Linked DNA regions of Sus scrofa: region 2 is linked to region 1. Evidence: chromatin contacts called from public Hi-C data. All regions are on one chromosome and are shown on one strand. Each heading gives the region's core, a stretch centred on a gene start, on an enhancer-like site or on the middle of the called end of the contact. The rest is flanking DNA. Distances are from core to core; before and after follow the strand shown.

Region 1 (5,827 bases), core at 281-2,780:
CTCCGAGACACATGCATACTATTTTTACTCAATTAATTGCAGAAGACACCATTTATATTTTTAAACTGAAGCCATAAAGATTAATATTTTATTAAACTTACTTAGAAGAGACTATATTTTTATCATAGACTCCCACAGAAAAATGTTAAATTTAAATGATAGAATTCCAGACTAGGCAGAAAAAGTGGCACGGAAGAGAAAACCTGGAAATAAAATCTAAATTTATGGAAGTAAATAGCCTTTGATAGACCAGGCATTCCAAATCAGGGTAAGGATTATTTATGTGGATACCGATAAAGTGACAAAACTCAGAAAAACATTTGTTAAATTATATTTCACACCTAATATAGAATACATTCCATATGGATTTTAAAAATAGAAGGTAAAAAATAAACCCATAAAAGGACCAGAAGACAGACTGTGTGAACATTAATTTGATATTAGAGCAAGAGTTCCTGCCCACAGCAAAATAAACCAGAAGAAATAAATTTGATTACTTTAAAATGAAAATTTTTTCTATGTGAGAAAAAAAATCTGGGAAAAAGACCTAAAATATATGAAGGAGTTAATACCCTTGCATACATGCCCTTACTGATGCTTACAATTAAGAAAAACATGGAAGTTCCTACTGTGGCTCAGTGGGTTAAGAACCTGCCATGGCGTCTTTGAGCATATGGGTTCCATCCATGGCCTCGCTCAGTGGGTTAAGGATCCGGTGTTGCTGCAAGCTGCAGCATAGGTCACAGATGCGGCTTGGATCCTCAGCTGCCATGGATGTGGCGTAGGCCAGCAGCTGCAGCTCTGATTTGACTCCTAGCCTAGGAACTTTCATATCCCACAGGTGCGGCCCTAGAAAGAAAAAAAAAAAGAAAAAAAGAAAAGAAAAACACGACAATTCCAACAGAAAAGTGGGCAAAAGATATGAACAGGTGTATGAAAAGCAAAAAAACACATGTTGTTGATAAACATTTTTACATGATCAATCTACCTAGAAATTAAATACAAAAGGGTAATTAGGTACCTATCTCATCTATCAAGGTAGTAAAGTTTTTATTTATTTATTTTGGCCACACCTGTGGCATATGGAAGTTCCTGGGCCAGGGATCGAATCCGAGCCTCAGCTACAACCTATGCCACAGCTACGGCAATGCCAAATCCTTAACCCACTGTGCCACAGCAGAAACTCCTAAAGGTTTTTTAAATGTCTAGAAAAATAGCTTAGTTTTACTTAAAGGGTTAGTGGCTCCTTTCAAAATAGTCTGTACTTACAGGCAGGCAAAATTAAGGCTAGTTTTATTTAGAAGCTAGCAAGTACTTTTAAAATCTGTATTCCTTGTATTTTGTTTTTATGGCCACACCTATAGCTTCCTATATTTTTTAAACCTTCTACAATTGCGAAATATAATGCAATGCACATAAAACAAACACACAGCTTAGCAAATGATTTGTAAAGTGAACAAACACCTGAGTTACCACCTTGACCAACAAAACCCTTTCAGGGCCAAAGTCCCTCTGTGCTGTTCTGATCACAGCCCCTGTCTGGCAGAGCTCACCTGTCTGGTCGTCGCTTTCCTGCTCTGTCTGTAGTCTGACTACCTAAGTGTGCATGTAGTTTAGTTTTACCTGCTCAAAACTGCACGCCAGTGGGATCTCATATTCTGTGGTGCAGCTTCTGTCGCTCAGCATCATTCCTAAGACTGTCCTGTCATCTTGTGGGGAGCTGTAATTTATTTTCACTGCTACATCCACCTGTGTTATAATCTTAAATGCCACTGAGGAACATTTCACATTTTTGCCTCTTACAATTTACTGGCTGTTTGGATAATTTCTCTTATGATATACCTGTTCAAGTTTTTGTTTATTTTTGGTTTTCTTTTTTTAAAAACTGTAGACTTTTCTTCTTACTAGTGTAGGGTATTTACAAATCTTTCAATGTGTTGCTCATTCAGTCTTAAGAAATCTTTCCTGGTCCTGAAGTTAGTATCTCCTACATTACTAATCCACTTGCAGCTGATTTTTAGGTTTGATGCGAAGCAGGGATCTCATCACCTTTTTGGTATATGGATATTAATTATTTCAGCACCATTTACTGAATAGTGTTCTTTCCTCATTCCTCTGTAAGACCACCTTTCCCATAAATCGAAGGTCCACATGAGTGTGTGTGTGTGTGTGTGTGTGTGTGTCTGTGTATATATGTGTGTGTGTGTGGGTGTGTGTATTTCAAAACCCTATTTTGTTCCACTAAACTCATTTTAAATATAACATTAAGAAAGTTACTTATCACAGACCTTGGTCCTCTTAGTTCGATCAGCAGCGGCCCAGACTTTTCTATGTGGAATTGGTAAATGGGGTTATTTTTATGAGTCTCTTGGAAATTTCCACATCCTCCAGCACTCTGACCACTCCACTTTCCATTAATCTAATAAAACAAAGTTGTATTAACAACCTTCACATTCTTCAACTCCTTTGCACCTTAAAAAAAAAAAAAAAAAAAAAAAAGCAGCAACTCTCCACTCGGGCTTCCCGACTGCCAGGCTTTATTTGCCACTGAGAGCATGTAACTCTCCATGTCAGCTCAGTTGCTTGGCTGCTCTCAGCCCTATCTCCATCTCTCAACCCTCCATCAAGTCTTCCCTGCCAAGAATCTCTGCCAAGTTCTCCCTCAAATTCTGTTACACACGTCCAGCCCACCCTGCAGAATCCACCTCAAACTCTGCTCACAAGGTCCATCCACATGGCCTCCCCCGCTGACCAAGATCTGCATTAATCTCTTTTCTCTAAATTTATTTTTTCCCCACAGAATTACTTAACAGTGCTCATGAGGGATCTTGTGTTCCAACCCAGACTAGAGACCACGTTTCCCTCGCACACCTGTCCCCAAATTGTTAAATGTGGGGAAAAAATGAGAAAAGGAGAAGAAGGAAAGGGAATTCTAAGAGTTCAATGTGGTTCTGACCCACAGAAGAAATGCTCTTACCTGTTTTGATACGGTGTATGGTGAAGGAATTTTTGAAAAAGTAAAGCTGCACGCTGAGTATACCTAGAATTAAAAAAAATTATGATGATGATAAAGTTTATACTTATAAAAATAACTAAAGTGATAAAAGAATGTTTTGGAAGGCTAAAAACTTAGTTGGCCTGTATAAAAGTCCTAATTCTATAGGCAGCCTGGGATCAGGGCAGGATTAAAGAACTGAGTTGGGCAGCTAGGGGTCTTGTCTTGGCTTTCTCTGCTCACTCTGTGTGACTCAGGACACACCACAATCTCTCTAGGCCTTGGCTTCTGCATCTGCAGAACAAAGCATTCTTTATTCCCAATGCAGCTCCTCAATGTCCCCTCGTCACTAAAAAAAATCTGTTCAAATTGAGCTTCTTTACTGATCTATGGCAAACAAATCTATGCAGAACAAAATTACAGTGACCTTCCCAGATGAATGAGAGCAGTACGTTTAGAGGCAACTGATTTCCTTTCACTAAGTTTAAAGTCTTCTCTTTGAGCAGCAGGGGGCGGGGGGATGGCGGTGAGCCCACAGCATGTGGAAGTTCCCAGGCCAAGAAGCAAACCAGAGCCACAACAGTCACCCAAGCCACGGCAATGAACAATGCCAGGTTCCTAAACCACTGCACCAACCAGGGAACGCCCTCAAAGTCTTCTTTTTTAAAGCAAATAAAAGGACTATGTAGACGAAAGGAGTTTTTATTGCTTACTCTGTAAATCTATTAGTCCAACATACCTCGGGATTAATTATTACTCTGAAAACTAAAATGTTCATTCAAAATGTTATTCACAGGGGCTCTTGTTGTGGCGCAATGAAAACGAATCGGACTAGGAACCATGAGGTTGCGGGTCTGATCCCTGGCCTCACTCAGTGGGTTAAGGATCCAGCATTGCTGTGAGCTGTGGTGTAGGCCGCAGATGCGGCTCAGATCTGACATTGCTGTGGCTATGGCATAGGCTGGCAGCGGTAGCTCCGATTCGACCCCTTACCTGGGAACCTCCATATGCCTCAGGTGTGGTCCTAAAAAGGAAAAAAAAAAAAAAAAAAAAACCCAAAAAAGCCCAAAATGTTATTCACAGAAAAACGTTACTGATCAAAAGCATTATTTTCTGCAAGAAGCATCATAATTTATTATTAAGCTGTTATACAGATATATAAAGATCACACTCAACAATATATAAAGATCAATTTTCAGAAATACACTTTTTCTGTAGATAATCCCATTTAGAAAGCAGAGCATGTTACGTACTTTCTATTATTGCTTTGTCATGATACATTGCTTTACTCACCCGGACTGTGTAATGGATTGTGTTCTGTTTTTCATACTGAGAAACCACTAATGTAAAGGTATGGGTCCCAGGTGTGGTTAGCTTTATCTTAGTCAAATAATGAGGGCTGTTAATTCGAATCCCATCAATGTATGGAGGTGGGTCAGCTGCAAATAAACAAGTAGGTTTACAGATGACGGGCCTTTAGTTTTAAAATCTAAGTTTGATGGTAGGAAAAATAATTCAATGGCTGGACATCCCTTTTCTACCTTGAAAATATAATGGTATAAAGAATTACAAGTTCAATTTAAAACTTAACAAAATTTAAAACTTTAAGTAGTTATAATAAGCAAAAAGCAATCTTTCGGAGTACATTCAGTGAGGTACAAGATAATCCCTGCTGTTTGCTCTATCTTGCATTTCTCTCTCCCAGGAGAGGACTATAAAATAGAGATTGGCTTTTTTTCTTTTGAGGAAAGTTTTAAGAAGATATAAAGAAGTATAACAACATATATCTACATTCCCTCCCACTCAGAATAAACACGGTTTGGTCATACTATCTTCTTTACAAAACAAAGTTCCTTTTAACCACCACCCTGAAGACTCAGGCCATTCCACTCTGAAGGGTCCAATGGGCATCTTTTCAGACTTACGCACACACATACACATGTACACACACCCCTAAAAACAATGGATAATGTTATTTCTGTGAACATATAACTAAAAAAATCAGATAGTATATATCTTGTTTTCCGTCTTTCATTTTCCACACGTTTTGAGATACATAGATATGGTTTATTCCTTTTAAAAGGATATGTGTGTGCAATATCATATGCCATCATGAATAGGACACATTTTATCTATACATCCCCATTGAGTCATGCAGACGATATGTTAATTCAGATTATTTCCAGTATGTTTCCATCACAGACAATGCTACCTGATACATTCTCTGACAGTCTCATGAATCAAGACAATGAAATCACTTCATGCATATCAATTAAGATACGTCATTTAGGATCAACGCTACATCACTCAGCCTATTTAGGAACACTTATAATGTGATTTGTAGGAAAACTAAACATTTTAGTATCTTAAATAGGCAGTAAGTCTCTCATGCTTTAGGTGGTGTGATCTGGTGTGAAGGGTTAAAAAAAATACAAACCAGGCATATCTGTGACCCTGAACAGATTCTGACCTATGTCTTAGTTTACTCTTCTGTCAGATGGAGAAAAATAAGCCCTGTCCAATTTACCTCAGAGTGCTGTGATGAAAATAAACTGTAAACCAGAAAGTACCCTGAAATGGCAAAGTCACAATGTATAAGAGATGAAGCACTGTTTTAATAAAAAATTCAAGTAAAAAGAGTAACAGGTTGTTTGAAATTCAAAAGCCATGCTACAAGGATACACACAGCATTTGTGCTTTTTTTGGTTGTATAATGACCAACGTGAAAAATGGAAAATTTGGCTAGTTTAACTGGATATTTGTCATCCTACATACCATGCCCATTCCAGAAAATCTCAAGATACCAGCTAGTAAGAAGCAGTGACTGCCCTC
Region 2 (5,635 bases), core at 1,112-3,611, 350 kb before region 1:
GGAAAATTATTTAAAGATATAATTGAAGAAAACTTTCCAAAATGAAAAGCAGATTTGAATTTATATATTGAAAGGACACACCAAAATTCAGAAGAGAAAGGAACAGACTATCAACAGCAGTACATAGCCTAGTAAAATTCCTGATCTTCAGAGATAAAGTATGAATCATTTGGGAGGCCATATAAAAAGATGAAGGGCATTTATAAGGGCAAAAAAAAAATCAGGCTGTCCTCAGACTTGGCCACAATAACATCAATGCTGGTAAAAGCCTATACAGAGCCCTTTTGGAAAAGAAAGTAGGAACCAGGAATTTTATACTATGCCAAACTGTGTTTGAAGTATAAAAATAAGAGATATCGGTTTGAAAATGCAGGAACTAAGGGAATATTATTTTATCAACCTTTCTTAGAAAAAATGCACATAGGATAAACTCTCAACCAAGAGGTGATTTAAAAATATGGCAAAAGAACTGACAATGAGCCTTAAGTATAAAATAAATATGAAGAGTATGTTTACAGAACACAATGCCAATGTTTTCAACCCTGACAACACAGAAATTATAAAACAAGCAAAAAAAAAATGTGGGTGGGAATGGGAGAAAGAGCAGTGTATTTCGCAGGAAAGTAGGTGAAAAGAAATAAAAGCAGAAGTTAATAAATTAGAAAACAGAAAATGACAGAACTGGTAAATAAGCCCAAGAGATTGTTCTTTGGAAAAAAAACAAAAATGAAAAACAAAACCCCAGAGTTCCCGTTGTGGTGCAGCAAAAAGGAATCTGACTAGTATCCATGAGGATGTGGATTCAGTCCTTGGTGTTGCACAGTGAGTTGGGGATCCAGTGTTGCTGTGAGCTGTGGTGCAGGCTGGCAGCTGTACCCCTGAGTCAATCCCTAGCCTAGGAACTTCCATATGCCTCGGATGTGGCCCTAAAAAGCAAAGCAAAACAAACAAACAAAAAAACAACAAAATAACTGCCAAACCCCAAACATAGATAAATCATCAGCTAACCTAAATAAAAAAAAATACATATACAAAATGGGTAATAATAAGAAGGAAGTATCTACAAATGCAGGAGAAATTAAAAGAATAATGAAGAATCTCCTCTCACAATTCTATGCTGATAAACTTGAAATTTTAGATAAAATGGATAATTTCCTAGGAAAGTATATCTTACCTGTACTTATTCCAGATAAAAGAAAAAAGTAAACCAAGCCAACAATCCCAGAAGAAATAAGAAGTTATCAACCACTATTCCTTTCCCATCCTCTACTCTCAAAACAGGCCCAGATAGTTTCCAGAGAAAGTCTTCCTAACTATAAAGGGGGAGTAGAGAATCCCAATGCTATTCAGTGTTCTAGAAGAATTCTAAGACCGAGTAAAAGAATAAAAGTGTTTCTAAGGAAGCGATGAAATTCTGATAACAAAACCTAACAAAGGTAGGAGTTCTACAGCCTCTTTGTCTTCAGCTCAAAGCTACCATCTTCAGGATCACCTTGCGTTTGCCAAGAGGACTCTCTGAGTCCACACCATGCCACATGGAAGAGGAATTGGAGGCATCTGCTAGTTGAATCAGCTTTCCCCAAAGCCCTGTTCCTACTCCATCTAAACTGCTTTGGCCAATGATGTGGCTTATGTCCACTCCTAACTACAAGGAAGGCTGGGGAGTAAGCTGCATTACCATCTTGAATAAAATTATTATTATTTGTCTTTTTTTAGGGCCGCACCTGTGGCACATGGAGGTTTCCAGGCTAGGGGTTGAATCAGAGCTGTAGCCACTGGCCTACGCCATAGGCATAGCAATGCCAGATACGAGCCATGTCTGTGACCTACACCACAGCTCATAGCAACAGCGGATCCTTAATCCCCTGAGCAAGGCCAGGGATCGAACTTGAGTCCTCATGGATACTAGTCAGATTTATTTCTGCTGAACCACGATGGGAACTCCCTTGAATAAAATTAAATTTTTCCAGGTGAAATACAGGAGGCCCATTTAAGCTTGGGTTTTGGCTAAACAAATATGTTGGAACATATGTCAAAAAATTATTGTTTACCTGAAATGCAAATTTAACTGACAGTACAGGGTGTCCTGTTTTCATTTGTTTCTTTTTCTAAATCTGGTAACTCTTCCCATAAGCGACCAAGTAACCATTACCCGGACTTCAGCCTGTTGAAGAAGCCTGATCATTTGACCTGTAGATTTTCCAACAGAATGGATTTTGCTTGCACTTGCATAGTGAGATTCAAACCTTTCCTCTTTCCTTGGCATTTCTTGCAAATTGACAGCTGGATCCAGAGACTGGATTGGACACAGGTTCCATCTCTTTGGCAGGACTGAGTGGTAGTGTGTTCTTTCAACATGAGACTTGTGTCTGACTCTCTTTTCATGACCTTAGCATGAAACATTGACCCTTAATGTTTTCTACTCATTGGGGATTGCAAAATTCTGGTATTCTATCATTTCATTCTTATTTATTAATTGGAATTTTCTTTTCCTTTCTTTTTAGGGCCACACTTGCAGCATATGGAAGTTCCCAGGCTAGGGGTCAAATCAGAGCTGCAGCTGCCAGCCTACGCCACAGCCACAGCAACGTAGGATCCAAGCCACAACTGTGACTTACTCTGCAGCTTGCAGCAACACTCGATACTTAACCCACTCAGCGAAGCCAGGGATCGAACCCACATCCTCATGGAGACTGTTGGGTTCTTAACCCGCTAAGCCACAAAAGGAACTCCATGGAGCATTTTTTATAAAGAGACATTTTATTTTAAATATTTGGTTATCTAATGGTACAGTTCCTAAAGGAAAGGCAGGATAAATCTCCCATTCTTTATTAAATCAGTTTTTAAGATAAGGAACTGGTTATCTATTATTTTCTGAAGGTGGTCAATTTTTTTCAAAATACTATGAACTCATGGATTTAAACATACTTCATGAGCTTCTTTCTATTGCAATTATTATCATCATTGAAACTCATCCTTGGCCAGTTGTAGCCTCTTGAAGTTGGCTTTCAGTACGCTTGACATTACTGTAATAGTTTCTGAGAGCTTCTTTATAACCAAACATTGAAAGATGTCCTAACTTGAGTTCTCTGGTGGCAAAGAGGGTTAGGGATCTGGCATTGTCACTGTTATGGCTAGGGGTCACTGCCGTGGCACGGATTCGATCTCTGGCCCGGGAACTTCCACTTGTCACAGGTACAGTCAAAAAAAAAAATTCTTTGAAAAGAGGTGTTTTTTGTTTGTTTGTTTTTGTTTTTTTGTTTTTTTTGTTTTTGTTTTTGGTGACTCATATCTCACAAGTTTCTTGCCCTGCCTGAATGTCCCAGCCCATGACTGGGAAGGGATTTTCTCTTAGCCTTGGGGGTGACTATTACTCTCCCTGAAAACCAACACCAAGGAATATTTTTGGCTGGTCTACAGGACACAGGCAGTTCAGCCCAAAATATTCCCCCATAAATTAAAAAATTTATAGATCTACAGGTCTGGCATCAGGGAATCTCAGGGAAAAAGTCACTGCTATAAAAATCACCTTAAAGGAGGCTAATAATTTCCCTTCCAGGCATCAACAACCCCCCTTTCCAGTAAACGCTCCTTTTCTCTTCTTGTTTGCTTCTCATGAAGTCGTGTCTCCTCTAACCACACCCATCCTAATGGTCCTCCTTGTCCACTAGCTTACAAACATCCACTATCTGACCCCATGAATGCCACTCCCAAAGTCACTAAGTCGTCTGACTGGTGAATCTTCCCCTGCCAGCTGCGCCTCCCCAGAGGACCCACGCCTGCTAGGACTCCTCACCTAGTTTTCGCTAACAGAAAAATTTGCTGGGTTCTCCTTTACCACGCAGTACAGTAAGGAAGGAAGGACTGGGGCAGGAACCAACTGGAGGCCAAACTCTCTAGAAAAGACACCCTCTTCTAAATCAGAAGAAAGCGTATTCCAGCTTTTAGACAAAGCTGGCCTTTGTTTACTGGTCTTAGCATCAGGGGACAAAAATTAAGATGGCTCAGTAAAACATACTATAATCACACTCTAATTGTTAGTGATCACAGCTGTGTGACAGACACCACCCAGACGGCTAATACCCAACATGTGGGGAATGTCATTCTCCAGAGGAAGAACCTAGTCACTAGAAACTAAAACTAAAACACAACCAAAATATAATAATAGTTAACAATACAAAAGAAAAGGCCAACAGAGGGATCAGACAACATTTCTGGCCTAATGTCTAATATAACCAATAATTATACTCAGATACACTCCAAATTTCTCCTTATTATAGCAGCTGTATCAAAAGCTTAAGTCATAAGGGAAAAAACTCCAGAGCTTCAAAAAACTCCAACTTTAAATGATAATGCATCACGGATGCAACTTATCTCACCTGAAGACGGAGACCATCCACATGGGCTGGACAAGGCTGCTGCCTCCTCCTACTCTCCACTCCCTACCTCCACCTCCACCACTGCAAACAACCCCAAGACCTCTGTCTCTGACAGACAGCAAGGAGATCTGGACCCACAGGTGGGGACAACGCCCGTGCTCAGCCTGAAGAAGTTTCAGAAGATGGACCATTAACCCTTGCCCCTTAAAAGACTTTAAAAGTCCAGACTCATTGAGGGGGGAATCTTAGAAGCAGGCAGATAGATATGAGCAAAAAAAAGGGGGCATGGGCTATAAAACCATGCAATTTGTAAACAGTGGGGGTCCTTGTGCAGACAAGCAGGAACTTTCAGACTGACAGGAAACGACATATTTGGGGGTGACAAGTGTCCTGGAGGTGGACAAAGAAAGGTGGGAATCTCCAGGGTCCAAATGTAACCTTTTGCTCATTATGCTCTCATTACAATAAAATTAGCCTTGCAGAAGTTCCTATCATGCACCAAAGCCAGGACACTTCCAATCAAAGCTAAATAACGACAAAAATCCCCCCTCTTTTCAAGAAGGTGGAGTTAGAGTGAAAATCAAGGAATACAACCCTCCAGCCCCTCCAGCCCCAATGAATATTCCACCCATCTGTTTTATTCAAAGAACCACTTCACTCTATATTGATAAATTTCCAATAGCACACTTCCTACTGGACATTTTTCAATGTTGGTTTTATCTTTTTTTTTTTTTCCCCCCAGGGGCCGCATCTGTGTCACATGAAGGTTCCCAGGAAAGGGGTCTAATCCAAGCTAGAGCTGCCAGCCCACGCAAGAGCCACAGCAACACCAGATCCGAGCTGGGTCTGCGACCTACACCACAGCTCACGGCAATACTGGATCCTTAACCCACTGAGCAAGGCCAGGAATCGAACCTGAAACCTCATGTTCGGTTCATTTCCACTGAACCACAACGGGAACTCCAACGTTGGCTTTAAAAACAGTTTTCTACATAGACCTCCTTTTGGGTTATTTTAGCTTGTTTCTGTTTGTATTTAAGATAAGCAGTTTCAGTTTTTTATTTCAGCCAATTTTATTTTATGCTCAGCCATTTCATAATGCATCACAAATAACTCTAATTTGGAGCTCAGTGGGTAAGGATCCAGCATTGCAGCAAGCTGTAGGTCGCAGATGAGGCTTGGATCTAGCATTGCTGTGGCTGTGGTATAGGCTGGCAGCTGGAGCTCTGATTCAACCCCTAGGCCCAGGAACTTCC

The links. A called contact is a pair of places that touch in the nucleus more often than the background predicts.
Region 2: a contact with region 1 is called in a Hi-C map of liver, with 5 times the contacts expected there. The contact joins two enhancer-like sites. A contact is called at or near these places in 1 of 47 Hi-C or Micro-C datasets (liver) and 1 of 2 datasets of contacts at active chromatin or transcription factors (alveolar macrophages).

Annotation. Positions count from the first base shown.
Region 1 is chr13:2,497,229-2,503,055 of Sscrofa11.1, reverse strand. It overlaps CAPN7 (calpain 7), which reads right to left. Exons shown (of 21, transcript NM_001097443.1): 17 at 4,289-4,434; 18 at 2,978-3,040; 19 at 2,289-2,419. Among named protein-coding and RNA genes, the nearest start is that of CAPN7, 48 kb to the right of the region's middle. Within about 2 kb of position 1,530, at least 6 of the 83 cell types and tissues checked have an H3K27ac peak or open chromatin away from gene starts, as enhancers often do. A contact at or near this core is called in liver, where this site is marked.
Region 2 is chr13:2,843,872-2,849,506 of Sscrofa11.1, reverse strand. All of the region lies in intron 1 of BTD (biotinidase), which reads right to left. Among named protein-coding and RNA genes, the nearest start is that of HACL1, 5.8 kb to the right of the region's middle. Within about 2 kb of position 2,361, at least 1 of the 83 cell types and tissues checked has an H3K27ac peak or open chromatin away from gene starts, as enhancers often do. A contact at or near this core is called in liver, where this site is marked.